Regions from separate parts of the Triticum aestivum genome. Here region 2 is linked to region 1. The links are chromatin contacts, called in public Hi-C maps. All regions are on one chromosome and are shown on one strand. The core of a region is the stretch at or near the end of the contact, and the rest is flanking DNA. Distances in the headings are between cores, read along the strand shown.

The links. Hi-C and Micro-C count contacts between places; a contact is called where the count stands out from the background.
Region 2: a contact with region 1 is called in a Hi-C map of leaf, with 2.3 times the contacts expected there. The contact joins the promoter of LOC123119295 here to the promoter of LOC123119294 in region 1. A contact is called at or near these places in 2 of 5 Hi-C or Micro-C datasets (both in leaf).

Annotation. Positions count from the first base shown.
Region 1 is chr5D:41,270,245-41,273,874 of IWGSC CS RefSeq v2.1, forward strand. It overlaps LOC123119294 (cation/H(+) antiporter 19), which reads left to right and starts at 1,588. Exons shown (of 2, transcript XM_044539040.1): 1 at 1,588-1,954. The coding sequence starts at 1,757.
Region 2 is chr5D:41,405,312-41,408,941 of IWGSC CS RefSeq v2.1, forward strand. LOC123119295 (pentatricopeptide repeat-containing protein At1g11290, chloroplastic) reads left to right here and starts at 1,965. Exons shown (of 1, transcript XM_044539042.1): 1 at 1,965-3,630. The coding sequence starts at 2,075.

The DNA.
Region 1 (3,630 bases), core at 338-2,837:
TACGACTTTATCTTATCCAGCAAACAGGAATCAAATAAGTGAGCAGGTAGTCAGACATCAATTCTTTTGTGTGCGTGATTCTTGTGCTATTACATCAGTCGGCAATGGATGAACCAAAGACTTCTTCATGCATGTATATCCTCATCTCTCTCTTTTTTTGTACACCCTTGATTCCTCGGAGTCCAACTGTGGCACTGCTATTACATCAGTCGGCCACGGAACGGATGAAGGGACGAACGACTTTTCCAGGCATGCATATCATGTTTTCCCTCCAACCACAGTGCAACAGCTGAATCCCGTGGTACTAATATATCATCAGTGATGTCAACAAATTTTAGCGAAGGGAAGAATGTCAACTCTCTGCCGTGATGGATGCATTATTGGCCTAAAATAATCTCGACCGGGCTGAGATCCTGTTCATGCTGTTCTTTTTTCTCCGTCTGTTCTGTTCTGTTCATCTGTTGGCACAATGTGTGTGCATGGCAGCATGGGTGACTACGGTTATTTTTTTCTTTTTTGAAATGATGGGTGGGTAGAGTTGAGTTGCCGGGGGTCCTCCCACAAAAGAAAAAAAAAGAGTTGCCGGGGTCGAAAACGCAGAGGAGCTGTAGGTAGTGTAGCGCACCCGATCGCGAGAGGCAGCAGGAAAGGGAGAGGAAGGAGGCGGAGCAATCCGTACGCCGCCGCGAGAGGCAGCGGGAAAGGGAGAGGAAGGATGCGGAGCAGCCCGTGCGCCGCCGCTGCGGGGTGCAGGCAGAGCCCGTGCGCCGCCTCGATTGGGTCTACCGTTGGTCGCTTACGACCGCGGGGAGGAACGCGCGGCAGCTCCGCCGGAAGAACGCCAATGCGCTCCGGATTGCCATTGAGCAGCCCGAGCGCGAAGCGGCGGCGGAGGCCGCTCGGCTCGCGAAGCTCAAGCAGCAGCAGGACAAGGTCGTGCGGCGGTTGAAAGGGCTCATCATCCTCTCCAACACCTCCGACGACAACGACGACCACGTGTCCTCGCCCGACGATTCGGACGATCCTCCACCAGCTGCGCCGGCGACCGGAAGGGCAAAGGGCTGGTGAGGAGGTGGTGAAGCTCCGCTGTCTCCGTCTTTAGTTTCAAGTTTTTTTTTAGTAATCTAGTTTAAACTTGTCCGACGTTTATGTGAATTATGTGAACTTTGACGATCTTTTGGACATTTGTTGGTGATCGGAATGCGCATTTCTATGTTCAATTCTATGTGTGTTGGATGATCTACGTTGCATGCTTTTAGTATGGAGGATACACAGATGTGGACGATAGAATTTGAGGAGTGTCCGCCCGCGTTTGAGAGTCTGGATTTGTAGGTTGCAACTGCATATGCTCTGACTAGAGTTTTATTCTTATTCTTATTTTTTGCTTGAGATGGATGGGTGACTAGAGTTGAGTTGCTGGGGGGTCGGAAACGCGAAGGGGTGGGCCGCTTCCTCGTGCGCCGTGGGTAGCGTCGCCGTATACACCCGCTGGATCGATGGCGAGGCGGGGTGGCTGACGTGGCGGCCCCATCGGGCGTCTATATATAGCAGCAGCAGCTGCAAACCCAGCCCAAACCGAACCAAACCGTCTGTCCAACCGCGAGCGCGCATAGAGATCGGTGCCGTTGGGAGAAACCGCAGAGGTCGATCGAGCGGCACACACATTTAAACCCCGCGCCCGGGTTGGCCGAGCGAGGCGGCGCTGCAAGGGGAGGAGAGGACTGTGGAGAGAGGAGGAGGGAGGTGGTTGGCATCCATGGCGGGTCATGCGGCGGCGGGGGTGTGCGCGGCGCCGATGCAGGCGACGTCGCACGGGGCGTTCCAGGGGGACAACCCGCTGGACTACGCGCTGCCGCTGGCCATCCTGCAGATCTGCCTCGTCGTCGTCGTCACCCGGGGCCTCGCCTACCTCCTCCGCCCGCTCCGCCAGCCGCGCGTCATCGCCGAGATCATCGTAAGCGCCCTCCCTCCTTCTCCTCCGTTGATATCTAATTAACTTCCCGTGCGTACGCAATTCATCTCGCTCGCCGCTTCGCCGGCCGGTTCCATTGGACAGCTGTAGTAGCACGCGGAAATGGTACTAGATAGCTAGGGTTTCAATTCGCCGGCTAGTTCGTCGCGCGTCGTCCGTGCGTGCGCGCGTGCCCGGCCCCGTCGGCGCTTTTTCCGGGGACGGCGACGCACGGGCCCCGGAAGAATGGAGGCAGCCGGTCCGTTCCGTTCCGCGTCTGCCGCCGAATTTTCTCCGGCCACGATCGACGGATCCGTCTGAACCTTGGAGGGAGACGCGCGTCACGTTGGTTGATCCCCCTAGTCTACTTTGAGTCTTTGACTCGTTGATTAGAAAAATCGTGGGTAGGGGGTGGCCGGAGGAAGCTGGAAGCGACGACGGGACAGACGAGTCCTTCCTTTGAGTCAGCCTTTCCGTCGCTCTCATGGCATCGCTCGATCCCCTTTCTTTGTTTCTAGTACGCGATGGAGACAGTCAGCCTGGCCTCAGTATTGGATTTTGCGGGGGCACGTGGCTCGGAGATAGTTAATCAGTGATTTGGTGCGATATTACTAAAATTGCTACGTACCAACTCTAGGTCAAGATGGTCAGAATAAAATTAAGTATATTCGGGAAATTCGTTGTAGGCGCCAGAGACAGCATCTAGCAGCTCTGGGGTTCATTCATTATGGAAAAATTGAATTGCTACTACTAACTCTAGGTTAAGTAATTGCTACTTACTAACTAGGTCAGAATAAAACTAGTATATTCGGGAATCGATGGACAGAAGAAACCCGTCACTTGAGACAGCATCTAGCTGTGTTTCATTATGAAGAAAGTTTAATTAAAATGGGAAATGGTACTCAGATTGGTGGGGAATTAATTAGATTGGGTTCCATCAACTGCTAGATTTCAACGCACCCGACGTAAAAAAAAAAAAAACAGCAAAGAAGGAAAATGAAACAGAACCCACGCTCACTTGCTATGCATGTAGTGTAGCCAGCCAGCCGATGCTGATTTGCTATGCATATATATACGCTTGTTAATTACACCGCCATTTTTTGCGTCATCGTCGATCGGGCTTAAGAGTAAGTACATGGGCAGGTATAGAGACCATGTGCTGTAAGATGGATTCAGTTCAGTACGGTCTAAAATTAGCCACCAGTGCTGTGAAATTAATTAATTAATTAATCCGATGGAGTGGAGCATCTCAGTTTCGCTGAAACGAAGGAAACCTACGGACAGTCCCATGCTGCTCACGAGGCCGGATCCCAGCTCCCCCGGGGGATGCCGCCCCGGATGGGCCCTTCCTGATCGCTCGCTTGCCGACCGATAATAATAAATTACAGTGCAAATTTGCGCACAGCTGTCTAGAGATTAGGGTTATTCGCTAGCTTAGCAGGAAGAAAGGAGATTCTTGGCATCCCCTAAGACATGCCAGTACGTACTATATTTATTTCTGAACACCTAGACGACGGGACGTGAGACCGTCTCTTGGGGCACTACTCCATGATCCGCGCCACGTCTAGGGTGTTTGTTTGAAACGGGCACTGTGATCAACATGCTGACCTGCACGACCTCCCCACACCGCACCTTCTGTTGAGAGTTCAGACACATGCGTGTATAGCACCCTCTTATTT
Region 2 (3,630 bases), core at 715-3,214, 140 kb after region 1:
AAATATATTTTATAATGAATCTAATGAAGTAAAATTGATTTTCTAGATGTCGATATATTTTTAAATAGACTTGGTAAAAAATGATAAAGTTTGACTTACAAAAATCCTAGAGCTTCAATTATTCTGAAACAAAGTGAGTACGATGTATCCCCGTCCTGATCATCATATCCCAAAGTTATTCGGCAACTTTGGGCCGTTGGATCTCGAGCTTGATGTGATTATAGCCGTCTGATTTGCCCTTCAGTGATTCCTGGCCGTCAGATAAAAATCGGGTTCGACGTAATGAATAGTAAAAAGCAAATACACTGCGGGATTTTGGTCTTATCTGGCTGAACTTGGGGCCTGGCATTCGTGGGCCGCGCATGTCAGCGACCTTGGCTGTAGGGGTCTCCGGTGATGTCCTTCCGCGGTCAAAGACGAGTGGCCCTGCCTGAAATTCCGCTGCCCCGCCGAGGGCACTCGTGGCATTTCACGTGTGTGGCCATCTAGGAAATGATCAGCGGGCCACAAAGATGGAGGGCCACTCATCATATATCACATTATTAGCAAGATTATTTAGGCCGCCATCTCGCCTTGAAACCACCACGTGAGACTGATGGCATCTGACGTATGTGGACGGTTACGTATGCCTCGAATCTGAGGTCGCTACGGACTCTTACCTTCCACGGCTGCGTGCTCCTCCTCCGATGTGACGCGCTTTCGCTGGTTCCTTTGGGATGGCGACCAGGAAGTACCCATTTGTCGTGGTATGCTCATGGCAGATGCCATAGGTAGGCTTATCGATCGTGGTTGGGGCCAAAGGTTGTCGGTGGGTTCCGAAGGCGAGATTGGGGACAGACGGTGCGTGGCACTCGGTGTACCCAGGTTCGGGGCCCTCCGTGGGAGGTAACACCCCTAGTCCTGCAAAGATCTACTATGAGGATCACAAGAGGGCTACAATGGTGCTCCTTGAGCTGGTCGGATGGAGGAGGAAGAAGAGCTAGCTCTCTACTTCTCCTAGTGTGTGAGTGTGTGTGTTGCGCATGAGCTGAACCGAATGAGAGCAACCCCCCTGCATGGAGGGCCCCCGGGGGGTCTTATAGGCTGCCCCCCCCGGGGGGGTACAATGGTAAAACTGCACAGGAGCGGGGCCCTGGTGTCATCGTTTGAGAGAGGCGGGAACGAGCGTTCGTGAACCTGTCGAGGCAAGAGCCCCCTCGGGGTCTTTTAACAGCTGACGCCCAGGGGACAAGGGGTACTGTAGATGATGATGCGTGACGAGTCGAGTGTGCAGTGTCCACTATTCGTCGATAGTGCACTGCCGCAGGGCATGGCCGTCACATCCGGCCATGTCCGATGTGACGTCGCAGTTGACTTCGGGCAGCCGGCTGGCTGGAGCAGCCGGTCGCGGGCGCGAGCCGGAGCAGCCGGCCCGGGCAGGCAGGCACCCCGTCTGGCTTGTCATCTTGGGGCTACTCGAGGGTCACCCGGTGGGTTTTCGCGGTTGTCGTTGTAGAGTCGTGCGGAGGGTTTTCGCGGCTGTCGTTGGCGTCGAGAGTTATTTTTCTTTTTTTTATAATATCTAGGTAACGTCCCCGCTCGTCTGTGAAACAAAGAGAGGTGAGAGAGAGTTTTTATTTTAATTTTTTCACAGAGATGAATGGAACCGCATGTCAGTGGCATATGGCCACAGTGGTAAAAATGTCCACAGAACGTCCATCTGACCGGACGAAAACGACACGGAAGGGTATTTTTATAAGGGCATCAAACTGAAGAGGGGCAAAGTTGAGCACTGTTTTATTTTAGGGGTAAAGACGTGGCCGGACGAAAATTAGGAGGAAATGGAAATGTCCTTTTGATGAATTCTCTGTGGAAGTACTCATCCTCGCTATGCACTGTGTCTTGTGAATAGAGAATATGGATACTCAATTATCCATTTTCAATTTCATTGTCGATTTTTTTTTTAACTCTACTCTGTTCGGTTTGAGAGAAGGCCTGGAAAGCATACTGCTGGATACTGACCGCACGAACTCGATGGGAAAATAAATGGTCATATTGCTAACCAAAATCTTTCTCCCCGTCGGTGAGCCTCAGCATGAGCGTCCCGGCCCCGGCCCCGGCGGCCACCCTCCGCCACTGGAACCGCCTGATCCAGCTGGCCGCCGCGTCCGGCTCCTACACCCTCTGCCTCCGGCACTACGCCTCGCTCCTCGCCGCGGGCCTCCGCGGCGGCGACGCCTCCACCTTCCCTTCCCTCGCCAAGTCCTGCGCCGCGCTCCGCCTCCCGCGCCTCGGCCGCTCCATCCACGCGCACGCCCTCGTCGCCGGCGCCGTCGGCGACGTCTTCGTCCGCACCTCGCTGCTCGACTTCTACGCCAAGTGCGCGTTCCTCCCCGACGCGCGCCGCCTGTTCGACGAAATGCCCACCACCAGCCGGACCCTCGTGTCCTGGAACTGCATGGTCACCGCGTACAGCAAGGCTTCTCGTCTCGACAAGGCCGTCGCCATGTTCAACGCGATGCGGGGCCTAGGGGTGAGCCCCAGCGGGGGCACGCTCGTCGGCATGCTGTCGGGGTGCCTGGACTCAATGGCCACGAGAAACCTTGGCCTGTGCGTGTATGGATATAGCCTCAAGTCTGGGCTCGACGCGGATTTGCCAGTCTCCAACTCAGTGCTCACCATGCTTGTCCGTCATGGCCAGCTGCATGCCGCGTCTTTCTTGTTTGACTCTATGCACGACAAGACTGTAGTTTCTTGGAGCGCAATGGCGTCGGGGTTCTTGCAGACGGGCGACTTTAACAAAGTGTTTGCTCTGCTCAACCGCATGCAGGGTGCTGGGCACAGATTTGATTTGATCGCGCTGGTTAATCTCGTCTCAGCTGCTGCTCTGTTAGGGAATCTGTTGGTGGCCAAGGGCGTGCATGCTCTTCTCATCAAGAGCGGTTTTGAATCCGAGCAAGATCTTGTGCCATCATTGGTTAACTTATATGCCAAGTGTGGGGATCTTGAGGCTGCTCAGGAGGTCTTCGATGCAGTTCACTGCAAGAATGTAGTGCTTTGGACTTCAATGATACATGGATATGTTGAAGGTAGCCGCCCAGACAAGGCCTTGACAATGTTTGATAGCATGTTGCGCACAGATGTGCAGCCAAATGTGACAACAGTTTCATCAGTTCTTTCTGCCTGTGCTGATTTGGGGTCTGCTAATCATGCGAGAAAGGTTGAGGAGCATGTGGTGGCAATCGGACTGCAGTCACACCTGCGGGTCGCTACCGGACTGATAGACGCATACTGCAAGTGTGGGAGCGTTGAGCTGGCTAGGAAAATATTTGATGCGGTTACCGATAGAGACTTACCTATCTGGAGTGCCATGATTAATGGATATGCTTGCAACGGAGAAGGCAGTGAAGCTCTCATCCTTTTCAGCGAGATGCAAAAAGAAGGTGTTCAACCAGATGCCATTGTCTTTACCCATCTGTTAACAGCATGCAATTATTCTGGTTTAATAGATGAAGGCCTTAGGTGTTTTCGCAGCATGACAGAGGAATATGGTATTGAACCATCTATTGAGCACTATATGTGCATAACTGATTTGCTATGTAAGTCTGGTCAAATTAGTATAGCTAAGGAGTTCTTTAAGAAGATCCCTGT